3 separate regions of the Rattus norvegicus genome follow, and all the other regions are linked to region 3. The links are chromatin contacts, called in public Hi-C maps. All regions are on one chromosome and are shown on one strand. Each heading gives the region's core, a stretch centred on a gene start, on an enhancer-like site or on the middle of the called end of the contact. The rest is flanking DNA. Distances are from core to core; before and after follow the strand shown.

What was found. A called contact is a pair of places that touch in the nucleus more often than the background predicts.
Region 1: a contact with region 3 is called in a Hi-C map of the A7r5 cell line, with 4 times the contacts expected there. The contact joins the promoter of Qki here to the promoter of Pacrg in region 3. A contact is called at or near these places in 5 of 12 Hi-C or Micro-C datasets (the A7r5 cell line, frontal cortex, mammary epithelial cells and 2 more) and 1 of 1 datasets of contacts at active chromatin or transcription factors (oligodendrocytes).
Region 2: a contact with region 3 is called in a Hi-C map of Schwann cells, with 3 times the contacts expected there. The contact joins the enhancer-like site here to the promoter of Pacrg in region 3. A contact is called at or near these places in 1 of 12 Hi-C or Micro-C datasets (Schwann cells) and 1 of 1 datasets of contacts at active chromatin or transcription factors (oligodendrocytes).

The regions. Positions count from the first base shown.
Region 1 is chr1:52,934,002-52,938,203 of GRCr8, reverse strand. It overlaps Qki (QKI, KH domain containing RNA binding), which reads right to left and starts at 2,779. Exons shown (of 8, transcript NM_001414465.1): 1 at 2,213-2,779. The coding sequence starts at 2,354. Cahm (colon adenocarcinoma hypermethylated) reads left to right here and starts at 3,536. Exons shown (of 1, transcript NR_132441.1): 1 at 3,536-4,202.
Region 2 is chr1:52,760,781-52,765,248 of GRCr8, reverse strand. All of the region lies in intron 4 of Pacrg (parkin coregulated), which reads right to left. Among named protein-coding and RNA genes, the nearest start is that of Cahm, 170 kb to the left of the region's middle. Within about 2 kb of position 2,683, at least 40 of the 93 cell types and tissues checked have an H3K27ac peak or open chromatin away from gene starts, as enhancers often do. A contact at or near this core is called in Schwann cells, where this site is marked.
Region 3 is chr1:52,427,719-52,432,161 of GRCr8, reverse strand. Pacrg (parkin coregulated) reads right to left here and starts at 1,772. Exons shown (of 5, transcript NM_001389238.1): 1 at 1,346-1,772. The coding sequence starts at 1,501. It overlaps Prkn (parkin RBR E3 ubiquitin protein ligase), which reads left to right and starts at 1,996. Exons shown (of 12, transcript NM_020093.1): 1 at 1,996-2,072. The coding sequence starts at 2,066.

The DNA of each region.
Region 1 (4,202 bases), core at 1,530-4,029, 510 kb before region 3:
TTTTCAAGTCAAATTAAATTTACAATAAGACTAACAAGTAGAGTCAAAAGCCTATGACACACTAAGGACAAGTCCCTTTCTTGCAAGCTTCTCTGGTCTGACGAAAACAATCACAATCCCTAGTCAATTTGCTGTCTCCCGTAACATCCAAGTCATCTCTACACTGACCTGATGCTGAGATTCCGGAGTACAAATGGACTACGGTGAAGATGGAGAAAACATGAAGAGGAGACACCAGACATTACTTTCAATATTGTTATCCTAAACTAGCTGTCTTTTACATTTAAAACCCAAAGGGGTTACTATTTCTAACCAAGAGAAATAAGCCTGTGCAGAAATGACATAATTGAAATTCTTCTAGTTGAAAGACTTATGTCAACCTCGAATTAAGGCAGTTATTTCTGATCAAGCTGAAAGAGAACCACTTGGGCAGCCTTTACAACTAATTTAAAAAACTCCTACTAGTTTTCTTTATAGCATATCCAAACTTTTTATAAGCTCCACTAAGTCACTTGCATATAGGAAGCATTTTAAGAATGTGCTTTAGTTCATTTTAAAGAAATTCTCCCTTGATTGAAGTTTTAAAAACTAAATTTTTCTTCAGAAATTTGATACTAATAGCACAAAAACCAATGCCAAGGAAGAAATATCAATGTATTAGGTGTTTTCACTCTAATCACATTTGTGGATGACAAATGAAGTCATCCAAAAATTTAAGTTTCAACTGCACCTAATATAGGTCAGATTATTAAGCAGACTACCCATTTTGTTCCAAATATTTCCAAGGTTAAAAAAAAATAACTGGCGCCCCTTAGCGCTCACTTTTGGAAATACTCAATTTAAGAACTCCAGCTTTTTTTTTTTTTTTTTTTTTTTTGGACATTCCAGAAAGTTTTCTGCCTCCACAATTTTTCAAATGCCAACACAAAAAAGAAAGGCAAAAACCCTTAAAGGGGCAGCTCAAGTTTTCTCCAAGGCAATTTAATACTAACAAATATGCTAACCCAACAGTAAAAAAGGCCTCTTTCAATGTGTTATGTTATGTTCATGGGTAATAGCTGAATAGCTGAATGTTTTCTGTTTTAAATAGTGCCCAAGGCTCCCCACCCAACAGAAGCTCTTAAAATAGTTCTTTAACCATCTTTTAGCTCGGAGTCTTTTGTTCTTCCCTGACACGCCAGCTCCCTAAGCACAAGATAGCCCCAACAATCTCTGAAATTTTTCGAAATTCTTCTAAAGATCCTAAAATCCATGTTCATCTGTCCAACATAGTTTTCCGCTTCCTTTAAACAGTCCACTCAGAGACTTTAAAAGAGAAGACCGAAAGTACTCGCTATTCGATTTTCAAAGCAGACTTGTTGGTCCTATCCTCCCCCCCACCCCGAACCCCGCCCCGGGCGTCCACATAAACCCACAGCTACTGGAAACTAACACTCCAGATCGCTGTTGTGCGAAGTTCCTAAAGAATTCCACAGCTAACCAGCATTAATCTTCCAGTCAGTCTTTGCTCCCCACAACGCTCCCAACTCGGCTTCTGCAAACTTCTGCTCTATTTTATCCCCGTCTTTTCAAACTTCCAGCTCCCCGCCCTGCAAACGCAGGCGGCTACGCCAGGAGCGAACCCTCCGCCCCAGTTCTTCCGAACTCGGATTCCGTTCAGGTCTGTCATCGCGGTATTTCGTACTCCTCCCCCACCACCACCACCACCGACTAAAAAAAAAAAAAAAAAAAAAAAAAGTGAAGTTAAACTCCCAAACAGTTCTCGCTTCCCCAAACAAAAGGACAAAAAGTGCTCTGCTCTGTCACTTCGTCCTCGCCTTCGGCCACATAAGCACTACTTTTCCGTACCCTACGTAATTCCTGAATATCTCGGGGTCCACTCGGGTACTGCGGGCCACACAACTCCACCGAAACGAGCCCGCTAAGCTGGGGCCCCGCGGGCGAGACCAGGCGGAGCTCGGGGACTCGTGTGGCCGGGCCGGGGCGGCCGGGATGGCCGGAATGGCGGGGAGCCTAGCCGCCCCGCCGTCGGGAGCCGGCCGCAGCCCCGCAGCCCCGCGTGCTCCCGGGTCCGCCCTCGGGCCTGGCCGGGCCCCGGCCCGGTCCCCGCCGCGAGCCGCCCGCGCCGCCTTTGTGCGCCCGCCCGCCCGCCCGCCTGACCTTCCCGCCGCCCCGCCATCCCGGGCCGCCGCGCCGGGTCCGGCCACCTCACCTTCGTCCAGCAGCCGCTCGAGGTGGTTGAAGATCCCGCAGAAGTTGGGCAGGCTGCTCATAAGCTTCTTGTCGTTCATCAGCTGCATCAAGTAATCTGGGGTGGGCTTCGGCTTCTCCTTCGTTTCCATTTCCCCGACCATATTCCAGGCTCCGCAGCTCACTCCGCCCGCCGCCGCCGCCGCCGGAGGAGAGGAGGGAGGGGCGGGGGCGAGCTCCGGCCGCCGGCCGCTCGGGACACCGCGTCCCGCTCCGCGCCGGCTCCCGCTCCGGCTCCCGCGCCGAGCCCCGGGGCGGCCGGCTCCGCGCGCCCGCCCGCCCCCCGCAGGCACTTTCGCCCGGCCCGACGCGCCGCGGCCGCCGCTCCTCGGCCGCCCGGCGCGGCTCCCCTCGCGAGGCCGGCGGCGGAGGCGGGTCTCGGGCCGAGCGCGGCGCGGGGCCGCTGCGCCGCGAGGAGCCGGGGGCCGCTCGTCGGCCGGTCGCGCCGCCTGCGCCGAAGCTCGCGAGTCTGCGGTGCTGTCCGCCGCGGCGCTCCGCGTTGCCGCCGCCGCCGCCGCGCTCCGACTGCGCTCCTCCTCTTCCTCCGCGGCTCTCCTCCTCCTCACTCACTTGGCGGCGGAGTTCGCCTCAGTTCAGGCGGCGCAGCCGGCGGCGGCGGGGGGAGGGGCGCGGGCAGGGCCGGGGGCGGGCGGCGGGCGGGGCCGCGCAGGGCGGCCGTTACGGGGCTGGGCGCGCTCCCGCCCCCCGCCGCCGCCCCTGGCCGCTCGGGCGGGACGGCCGGTGCAGGGCCCGGCCGCGGCGAAGAGGACGCGCGCCGGCGGTGGCCTGCGCGGGGCCCGGGTCGCGGCTGAGGGGGACGCGGGCGGCGGCACTGGCTCGTCGGCGCGCTGTTGCTGAGGCGGCGGGCGCGGTCGGGCGCGGCGGCTGAGAGGAATCCCGGCGGGACTCTCCGCGACGCGCAGCGCTCGCCGCCGCCCGGGCCTCGCGTCCGCGCGCGTTACTATAGTTTGGTTTTTTTTTTTTTAAACCTCTTCGTCCACCTTCCTCGCTACCCCTCAAAAAAAAAATTTTTTTTTTAACGTCCTGTTGCTTCACTGGGGACTCTCGGGTGGGCGTCACGTGTGCCGACACGTAGCCGTGAGGCTGAGAGCGCGTGCGCGCGTCGAGGGCTGTGGCCACGCCCCTTCCGAGGGTCGCTCCGCCCCACCGGGCGGAGAGCGCGCCGAGGGGGGAGGGGCGGGCCTGGAGCGCGCCTGCGTTGGGGTTGGGGAAGTGGGGGAACGATGGCCTGCGGACCGAGAAGCGGGGCGGAACGGTTCTGGCGCGGCGCCCACCTGGCGGGGCGAGGGACCCGACCGTCGGATCGCTTGGGGTGCTAGGTGGCGGTGGACTGAGTCGGCGTAGGCGCCCGCACCGCAGTGTCTTCCGCGGTGGGGACTCCAGCGAGGTTTCCCCTGGAGCCAGCGCCACGCGTGACGGGCCTCGCATCGCCGTGTGCTGCGAGGCGGCCCCGGACCGTGGGCGGAGATGGCACACGCGTGCGCACCCACGGGCGGGCGGGCTCCGTTCCATGCGGCGTGACGCGCGGTTCCGTTATCCTCACCGCAGGTTACAGTCCGGAGGTGGAGGCGGTGGCTCCTCGGAGGCGCGGCCGCTCGCTGAAGAAGCCTGTGTGAGCACACATTCGGGAAAACCAAGTAGTCAACACCTATTTCTACCTACTTGACAAAAATAAATAAATAAATAAATAAATAAATAAATAAATAAATAAATAAATAAATAAATAAATAAATAAAAATAAACGAAAGGCAGTGGGCCAGAAAAGGTGCTTCCTATGGGGGTGAGGGAGTTCTGAGGGTTACATTTGTTTCGGAAACAATGTTCTGAATTGCAGCAATGAAGTCCTGTGATTTATAGAAGCTGTCACTCACTAAATCTGCATCATCCCTGTTTTGTTGCAAGTTCTTTATAACGTGCCGTATTAAAATGTA
Region 2 (4,468 bases), core at 1,434-3,933, 330 kb before region 3:
GCATTAGCAGCACAGTAAATTTCTTAAGGAGCCAAGTGCAAGGAGCTAAATTTGCACATTGATTTTTGTCTTCTGTGTGCAGTTGAAGGCTAATTTAAAACGATGGTGGGGGATATTCCATTTTCAACTGGCTAAAGTTCAACAGGAACAGAACAAGACCCTGTTATAGGAAACTCTTTCACAGAGAAATTTTGGCAAAGCTAAACCCAACTCCTTTCACCGTCTCCCAGGACAGCCTGGACACTGTTCTAGTGAACAGCACCCCCACCCAAGTGTCAGGCTCCCCACAGCACAGCCTGGGGAGTTTTCTGTACTTTATTTTCAGCCATGTTAGCACTTCCCTGTTTTCAATTAAGGATGCAAAAAGGAAATATTTTATAATAGAATCAATAAGGGACATACAATTTCATTATGGTTATAGTTTTAAAATCATAAACCTCCATTTTCTTAATTTCAGAGACATAGTTAATCATTCTGGGCACAGGACATTACTTCATTTAATTATTGTGATAACAGAAGCTTAGTAAGACCATCTGATCCATTTAATAGGCATAATGAAAAGAAGGATCCCTGTAACGGTCCTCCTATTTGGCAACCTATCAAGACTGGAGAACTTTAAAGTTTTCTTTTTCTGGCTTTCCCTGCTCTCTCTCTCTCTCTCTCAGTCTCTCCCAACTCTTTTACAATCCTCACTATGAATTGGTGAATTTTAGGACCAGGTTGGTCCTTAAAGCTGCCCCTACCGATGAGGAGAAGGAGGACCCGACAGGAGGTTTAGCCTCCAGACCAGGCCTTGAAAGTCAAGACCACCACTTGCCCTCTGTGTTAAGCACCTCCCTGAGGCTTGGATTTGGCTAAGTCACCTCCGAGGGGCTGACCGCTGTTTCCCATTGGTTCCTTTTCAGGGCCAAGCCTTCTGGATGACAGCTTTGATGTTCTCAGCCCACCTGCAAGGCAAATCTAGAGTGCTATGGCTGGCTTCCAGGGCCCCTCCCCTCCATGCCAAACACTCTCCCTGGGCTGCTCAGCTAGACTTGTCTGGATGATGGAGCAGTCGGGACCAGCATGTCCCCTGAACCAGGGACGTCTGCCTTTATGGCCTTCTCAGCTGTTGGCCCGGCCATTCCTCGCTCATTTAGCTAACAGTTCCGGAATGCCACAGGAGCTAGCCTCCTGTGACTTGCTGCATCGGCCCAGCTGCTCTGATTCTAGGCCTTCACATTTCTTCCATGAAGCTTTGTTAACCGCCGAGCACAGGCAGAATCTCCCCAGCCCTGCTCTCACAGTGCTTGCCTCTACTCCTCTAGCACACAGCAAAATATTCTGAACTAACGGTGAGAACCCTAAGAGCGGACTGCGCCCTGCCAGTCAAGGCCTCCGTGGCCGTGGGCGAGCTGGTGAGGATCTGCTGCTTTCAGCTTGTCTAGAAGGCAAACCGTTCAGAGTAAGGTTATTTGTGAAACCTAAATGACGTAGTGAATCCAGAGTGCAACGTATTTCATATTTAACTCAGTCTACATAGGAGTCTTACATAGCCTATCTAAATTGAATTTGATCAAATAAATCGAATGGAATACTTCGAAATTCTTCCTTTCAGTGACATTTGTTTGCTATAAGGGAGGCCTGAGCAGAGTCTATTCTTGGGTGTGTCCTGACTTCCAGGAAGCGGCTATGGAACTGTCACCTTGGAATAAGGCAGTGGCCCTCAACACCAGCTTTGTTTGGACTGACTCTGCAGACATAACATTGCAAAGACAGCTATTTGATTGCATTTTCATAGAGAGATAAATACAGTAAGATACGGACTTAGCAAAACTTCTGAGTGTTAGAGACATTCTCAGCAACCTTCTGCCACTCTCTGCTTTCACGGGAAGGAAATGTTAGACATGGGTGAGAGTTGTTACTAATCCACTGGTGGAAATAGCAGGTATCCCCCAAGCTCACGGTGGACCCCACAAAACTTCTGCTGGCTTCCCACTTTCAGTACAGGAAACACCCATCAAGCAGGGTAAGGCTCTAAAAACATTCGTAGGTCGCCTATTTGAGCTGAATACTGGTCATTCACTGGACATCGACCCTGAACCTTTAAAGCTCCCTTCCAGCAGCAAAGCTGAAGAAACCGTTTGAAACTTTGGACTGTCCTCGGCTGGGGGGTCTGGGCTGCAGGCTGGACACGGCAGAGGCCATAGTCTGTGCGGCTCTGCAGTCAGCAACCGAACTATGTGGATGCTCTAGCCTTGAGGACCCTCCCTTCTATGCCGGCAAGGGAGGCTCAAGGTATTATGGGATGCCAGGGCTTTGTCTTAGTGAGTAAGGACCACATTCATTTTAACCAGTGGGGAGAAAACAAAATCAAAATTGAAATTTAGGCTAACGTATGGATAATGAAACATATCTGTCTAACTGATAAAAAAATGTTCATAAAATGTTGTGGCTGGGTTACCCACCCCCCCACCTCCGGCCACTCCCAGCCTATCACCAGCAAATCATCTCTAATTCCTTGTCTCTAACACATGAGGGTACATTTCCAGGGACACATCCTGGGGGTGGAGTGTTCTCGGAGGGGGAGGAGGACAGCTGGCTGGAGACTGGGAACAAGGTCGCAGTGTTCATCTCTGGGGACCATAGAAGAATGGAGAATTGGAGAATTGGCCCTTTCTTCTCCAGTCTCTGCTCTTCCCTTTGCTGCCCTGAGCCTTTGCTGTCCCCAAGTGGCCAGCTGGGTCATGTAGGTGACCCTGAGATGCTAAAGGGTGGGTACAAGTTTCCTACAGGGCTTCCTGTGGAGACTTGCAAGCCAGGATTCTTTAACCCCTCATTTATGGGACAGTCTGTGCATGGCGGCAGAGAGGTCAGTAAGCAGCTTTCAGCCGGCAGGACACGGAGGGTCAAAGGCTCCGGTTCCAGCAGCAGCAGCAGCAGCAGCAGCAGCAGCAGCAGCACAGGTGGGGACAAGGTTGAGATCAGTGTCTGCCTCCCGTGGGCCACACAGTTGTCACCACGGTGACCCAAGGGTTTTTTTTTAGGCTGCTTTGACTTCACAGAGAGGCTGTCGATCTTGGTTGCAAAGATTCCCCTCCTACCTAGCTAGGCTCACCGGAGTGTTTGTCCCGGGTGCATAAGAGCTCAGAGCCCCAGCCTTTAAAGAGCTCAGATGAAAATTAAATGGCAGGAGATAGAAATATACACAGCATTTTGTATATACACACTCCATGAGAGGTAGACATTTATAATAACTTGTGTCATCTTTGTTAATAATTTGTGAATTTGCTTAGGAAAACATTTTTTTTTCTTTTTGGTGTCTATTTCCAACCTAAAGAGACGGCACTTTGCTCCCTGTACACTGGAGAATCTCACAAGCTGCTGCTGGCAAAGGGAAAGGAATGGAATTCCTTTTTGGCAGCTAGAGAGATAGAAAGCCCACTTAGAAACGCAATGGGACTCGGTAGCAGCATTTGCCGCTGAGTCTCCCTAGAATATTATGATGACCCACGTGACAAATGGTGCTTACCCATTTTCATCATGGAGAATAGAAGCCACCAGAGCTAGACGTAGAGAAAAGTTCCGTGAAGCCACCGTGATAGGTTGACAAATGCACCTGTCAATAACCTTAAGCGTAGGTCCTCCCAAATGGAAAGTATTTATCTACATTGTTCAGAAATTATCAATCAAGTGATTGATTGCTTCCCCCGGAGAAGCAAGAGCACACAGGAAATGGGCCATGAGAATTTAACCTTGAGCAGAAGCTTAAATCTCTTAGAACTGGAGGTCAGATGGAAGATCAGAGGGAGAGAGAGGGGAAAGAACGGAGCGCAGTGTGGCTTAGAGGGGGTAAAAGATCAGATCCAGTAACAGGATGGCTGGAAGGCTTTCAAAGCTGACGCAGGGATGGGTGACTTCCCGAGGTTGGGGCAGCTTCCGGTAAAATGGAATGAGCAATGTTATCCTGCCAGGTGAATTCAGGAGCAGATGAAGGGAAAGAAGTGCTGTTGCCCAGCCTGGGTTGGAGGGTCTGCCTGTATGGCCTAGGGTGAGAAGCCTCATTTGTCTGGCATTCGGGTACACCGCCTGCAAGTGTGGGATAACCTTACAGAGTAGATACCACTGTGATGGCCTCAGGAACTACAGATGAATCCTGCCTTCAAGGGACAAGGGGGATCTCACCCTCCATAGTTAGGATGGTAGCCAGGCATACATAGGGTAGGCAAGATCTGTGGCAGAGACCTGCTACTTCTTAAATGAAGGTTGGATGATGAGTTTGAGCCCTGTTGCTCCTGCAGTTCCTAGGCAATGGTCTAGCCGGTCACAAAAGCCAAAAGAGGAAAGGAGTGTTTCTGTTCGGGTCTGTCTCTTGGTACTTTTATGCAGTGATATTCCTAAGGAACTTCCTCTTAGCCCCTCCCTCCTGTCTCCCCTCCTCCCTTCTTTCTCATATTCATTCTCTCTCTCTCTCTCTCTCTCTCTCTCT
Region 3 (4,443 bases), core at 523-3,022:
CGGACTTTTACAGAGGGAACGGATGGTGACTGACTCCTGAGAAGTGGTTTGGGGTTGGCTTTTAGAACACTTGGCTGCAATTAAAAGATGAACGTTGGTGTATACGCTCTGAAGAGAAGTAGACTTTCGGAGGGAGAGATACTTTATAATGTGACATCTGTATCAGAGAACTCAAAAGTGGTGAACAGAGACACAACTCTTTTTATTTCCTGTAACTCTGCAGTTGTTTTTAGACTCCAAGAATGTTTTAACTACTATAGATCAACCGATACTCATAACCCCCCCCAAAAAAGGAATATAATTTTGTGTAGCAGCTTAGGAATCCAAGGTGGAAATCTACAGGTAATCTACTTCTATTGTGTCCTTTAAGTTGTATTTAGAAGTAAGGAAGCATTAGGCTTGCAATATCTAGGTGGAAAATTATGACACAATGGAGAACACTATTAAACTAATATATTGAATTGCTGTACAAGAAGATCCTCTCAGGGTGTAAAGTTGTACTGACTTGAAAACTACATTTAGTATTTAATCTTACACTCCTACAGAGGTATCCACTCAGTAGACGACCTTGGTTTAGCATACCAAATCAGATGGTATTTAATAAACAAGAAGGCTTAAAAGCAGTGTTATGTGCATAGAAAAGCCGTTTGTGTGCCTTTAAACATTTTTCCCCTGCTGGTGTTAAGAATATATTAGTTTTATTACCACAAGTCATAAAAAATGAAATAGGGCTTGTATTATTAGGGACCCTTGAAATAGAGCTCACATTATTTAAAATGTATTTAAAAGGCCTATCAGGAACCAGTCTTCACGTAAGTAATTTTTGCATACTTTAACAGGTTAATATCTTATTTTGTCAGAACGTTGCTGAGTAAATTCTAAGACATTCTAAAATGTCCGAGATGAAATAAATTACTTTAGATTTCTGATGAGTTTATGTGTCCCATACTGGCTCGTGTTAAGTTTTGCAAGCCTATGACCTCTAAGAACCTTCACTCCAGAAGGTCCTTTACTAAACGAGTGAAACTAATTTACTTTGCAATAAGGATAAGGATTTTCCTCCGAGTGAAATAGCTTAAGTGTCAGTTGGGGGAGTGGAGAAAGCAACTTTCTCCAGAAGGTGCTTGTAGGCTAGTCCAGTACAACACCAAAGGCTCTCTAACCACCTAGCAAACATCTATGCACACTGTTGGGCTCGGTCGGCTACTGACCAAGTCATTGCCAATTCTGGCAAGTAGTACCCAGGACCTGGACTTGGAATCCATCCTAGGGCTTCTTGCCATACTCTACCACCTCATGTCCCCTGCTTCGGAGCAAGTGCGGTCAATCGAGGAAGATCACTTACGACTGAGTTTTTCATCATGGCTTTGACTGTGAAGCCCTCAGAAACCAGGGAATGAGGCTGGTGCACCTGGATCGTCTGTTGTGGCAGCAGTTTGGTCCTCTTCGGCATCTTGTCTGGGCATTTGTTTAAGGTCAGGGTCTCTTTTTCTGCCACCATCTTCCTAGAAAACGTTTTGTTCTTATCAAAGGTGTGGTAGAAAAACCAGTGGCTTTTACAGATGTGAGCAGGGGATCGGGAAAAAAATGTAAAAAGGCGCGCTAGTGATAGAAATTCAACCCCTCGTGGTGCCCAGGGTGATCCAGATGTTTGGAAGCACCAAGGTGGAGGGAGTTTAGGGGAGGGGAGGGGCGGGAAGAGGGCTGGGATCCGAGGCTAGAGCCGCTAAAAGCTTCCAAAGGTGAGCCTCCTGGTTGCTAAGCGACTGATCAACACTACGAGCCGCTAGTCCCGCCCCTCCGTGACGAGCGTTTCCGGAAAAGGTTACCCGCGGGGGACAGCGGCACCCGTCTGAGGCTAATCTTACTCGTTAAAACTACGACTCCCAGAAGGCTTAGCGCTAGGGGCGGGTGCGCGTGCGCACTAGGCCCGCCTAGTGCGCGAGGGGAGGGGGGAGGAGGCCTGGATGACTAAACCTGACAGAAACGCTGGTGGGAGGCTCAGGCGGGTGCCAGTGCCCGCGTAGGTCCTGCTCGCCCCGCAGCCACCACCCTCCCGGTGACCATGATAGGTACGTGAGTGCCTGCCAGGTACAATCTCTCCGCGCCGCCCCGCGTCCATGTGTGGCGCCACGTCACACCCCACGGGTCCGAGTGGGATCTTCGGGGGCCGATCCCAGCCACCTGTCAGTGACAGGGCGGAGGGGTGTGCGCCGCGCTCCGCCCGCTCTGTGGGCTTCCTCGGCCCGGGGGTGCCCGCCAATAGCCGGATCGGGTGTGTGCTAGAGCATAAGTGTGAGTTTCCAGTCCCCACCCCGCCTTAGCCAAGGTTAGCCCGGTGCTCGCTGAAGAGGGCATCTTTCACGGACACCCTCGTGCTCCACTGCGCCCCCCGACGGCGGGGCTCGCCGTGCGGCACCGCGGGGGTGACCAGCCCAGGTTTGTTTCTGTCAAGCTGTCCTTCACTTCAGGGCGAGTTCACACACCTCTAGGACTTTAAGAAAATCTCAGGGAAGCATCTGCCTGGTGGAGATCGCAACTTAATCCGTCAGTTCTGTCTTTTTAAATGTGTCCTCGGGGATATGAGACGAAAGGATAGAAGAGTAGATAACAGCAACCATAACATCCCCCCCCCCCCCCCATAGATTGTAACTGGATGCAGTTTGACTAGTGCAGCTTTGGAAGCGGCCACTAGGATTGTTCTAAGCAGTGTGAAGTAGGAAGGTTGGAAAGATCCTCTCTGGCAGAGATGTTAAATTCGGAGTCACGTTTTGGGTTCTCCTCCGGGCTAAGTAGAAATAAATGCATAGTGGCGCGTAGCGCGCATTCCCGTTTGGAGGGTTCGTTACTGTAGACTCGTCCCCAGGTGTCGTCCTGAAGATTAGTGAACTTGTTTGTGATATATGCCTGGCAGGTAGTGCACCAAGCATATTAGAAGTCGGTCTATCCTAGATGTGTCCAAGGTGAACGAGAGGTGCATTGATGAAGTAAATGCATTACGCTGTGGAGGTAGCCAAGTCTGTGTTAATTCACCTATGTAATGTTAAAGTGTGCAGCCCTCCTCTCCTCGTCTTTGAGAATCACGCTAGGCAGCTAAGTTCCTCATGGAAGCAGAGGTGCCAGCTAATGATGTCCAGGTACTTCTCACTTTGGTACTAGGCTAGTGTGTGTTTTGGATGAATGAATCGGAAACTTGTAAAATGAAGAGAAAAGTATACCTTTTTATGAATGACACTGAGCCTTTTAAATGAAATTGATTTAAGAGTCATTTGTGAACCCAAATTTGAACTGAAACAGTGAGAACCAAGTGGGACAGATTAGAAAAGAAAAATTACAAATTTACAAGAAAGCAACATCTCATATTTTGAAGGCAACTATACACGTTTAGTTTCCTTCAACTTAATCGAGTTCATGGGTGACTTTGATAAGCAATTATCCCCTAAATACAAAGATAGGAAATGAAGACCTAGAAATAATCATTTTATAAAATCTCATAAATTATTATATTAATAAGTTTAGGGTGGAACACATTCAGGCAGCTTATTTAGATTTACATGGAACTCTCTTAATAAGAACTATGCCATTTGGACGTTACAATTAAATCAATTAGTGATAAAAAAAAGAGAAGGGAAATAAAAGGCAAATTTAAAAACTGTTCTTTCTTGGCTATTCTTTGTACAGGGTGAATAAGTGTGCATTTCAACACAAATGATTAAATCCTTGTCCACTGCCTCAAGAAAAGGAACTTCCATTAAAAAAGAAAAACTACATAAATAATGTTATATAATTTTTTTGTTTAGCTAGTTGTATTGCCTATTAATATTGGTGGCTGTATTTTAATAAAGTTATGAGTTGCCAGGTTGGAGGCTTGGGTGTGGTGACAGTGCCTGAAGCAGGAAAGAGGGAAAACGATTACAAGGATGCTCTGGAGGAGTAGTTTTGCATTCTTCTGACTAATTTTTTGACCAGGAAACAGGGCAGATGGTAATTACCCAGAGATCTGCTGCAGAGCAAAGGACACATAAATAGCTCCAAGAACTGAACAGTTTCTTCGACTTCACAGCATTACTGAGGGCTGGGGCCTTCTAGACTTCTACTCTCTCCCTCTGCAGTATCTTCCTAGTGAAGGAAATACTGTGCTCTACCACTGAAGTGCTCGATCTGAGAAAAATCCTATGGATTGACTTCCTGGCCAAATAGGAGGAAAGAAAACTAATACTTTATTACCCATAAAATAATTTTCCTTTTATTGTTCCCAAGTAGAGGGTTCCCTTCTTGTCATGGAGATGGCTTCAAAAGTACTTACATCTCCCACTTGGATTATGATTGACATGCCTTGACCCAGAGAGACTTGAACCATAATTTTATTGAAGTTAATGAAAAAAGTCAGCCTTTATGAGGCATGGAGAAGGGTTTCATAATAATGAAATGTAGAATAGAGAA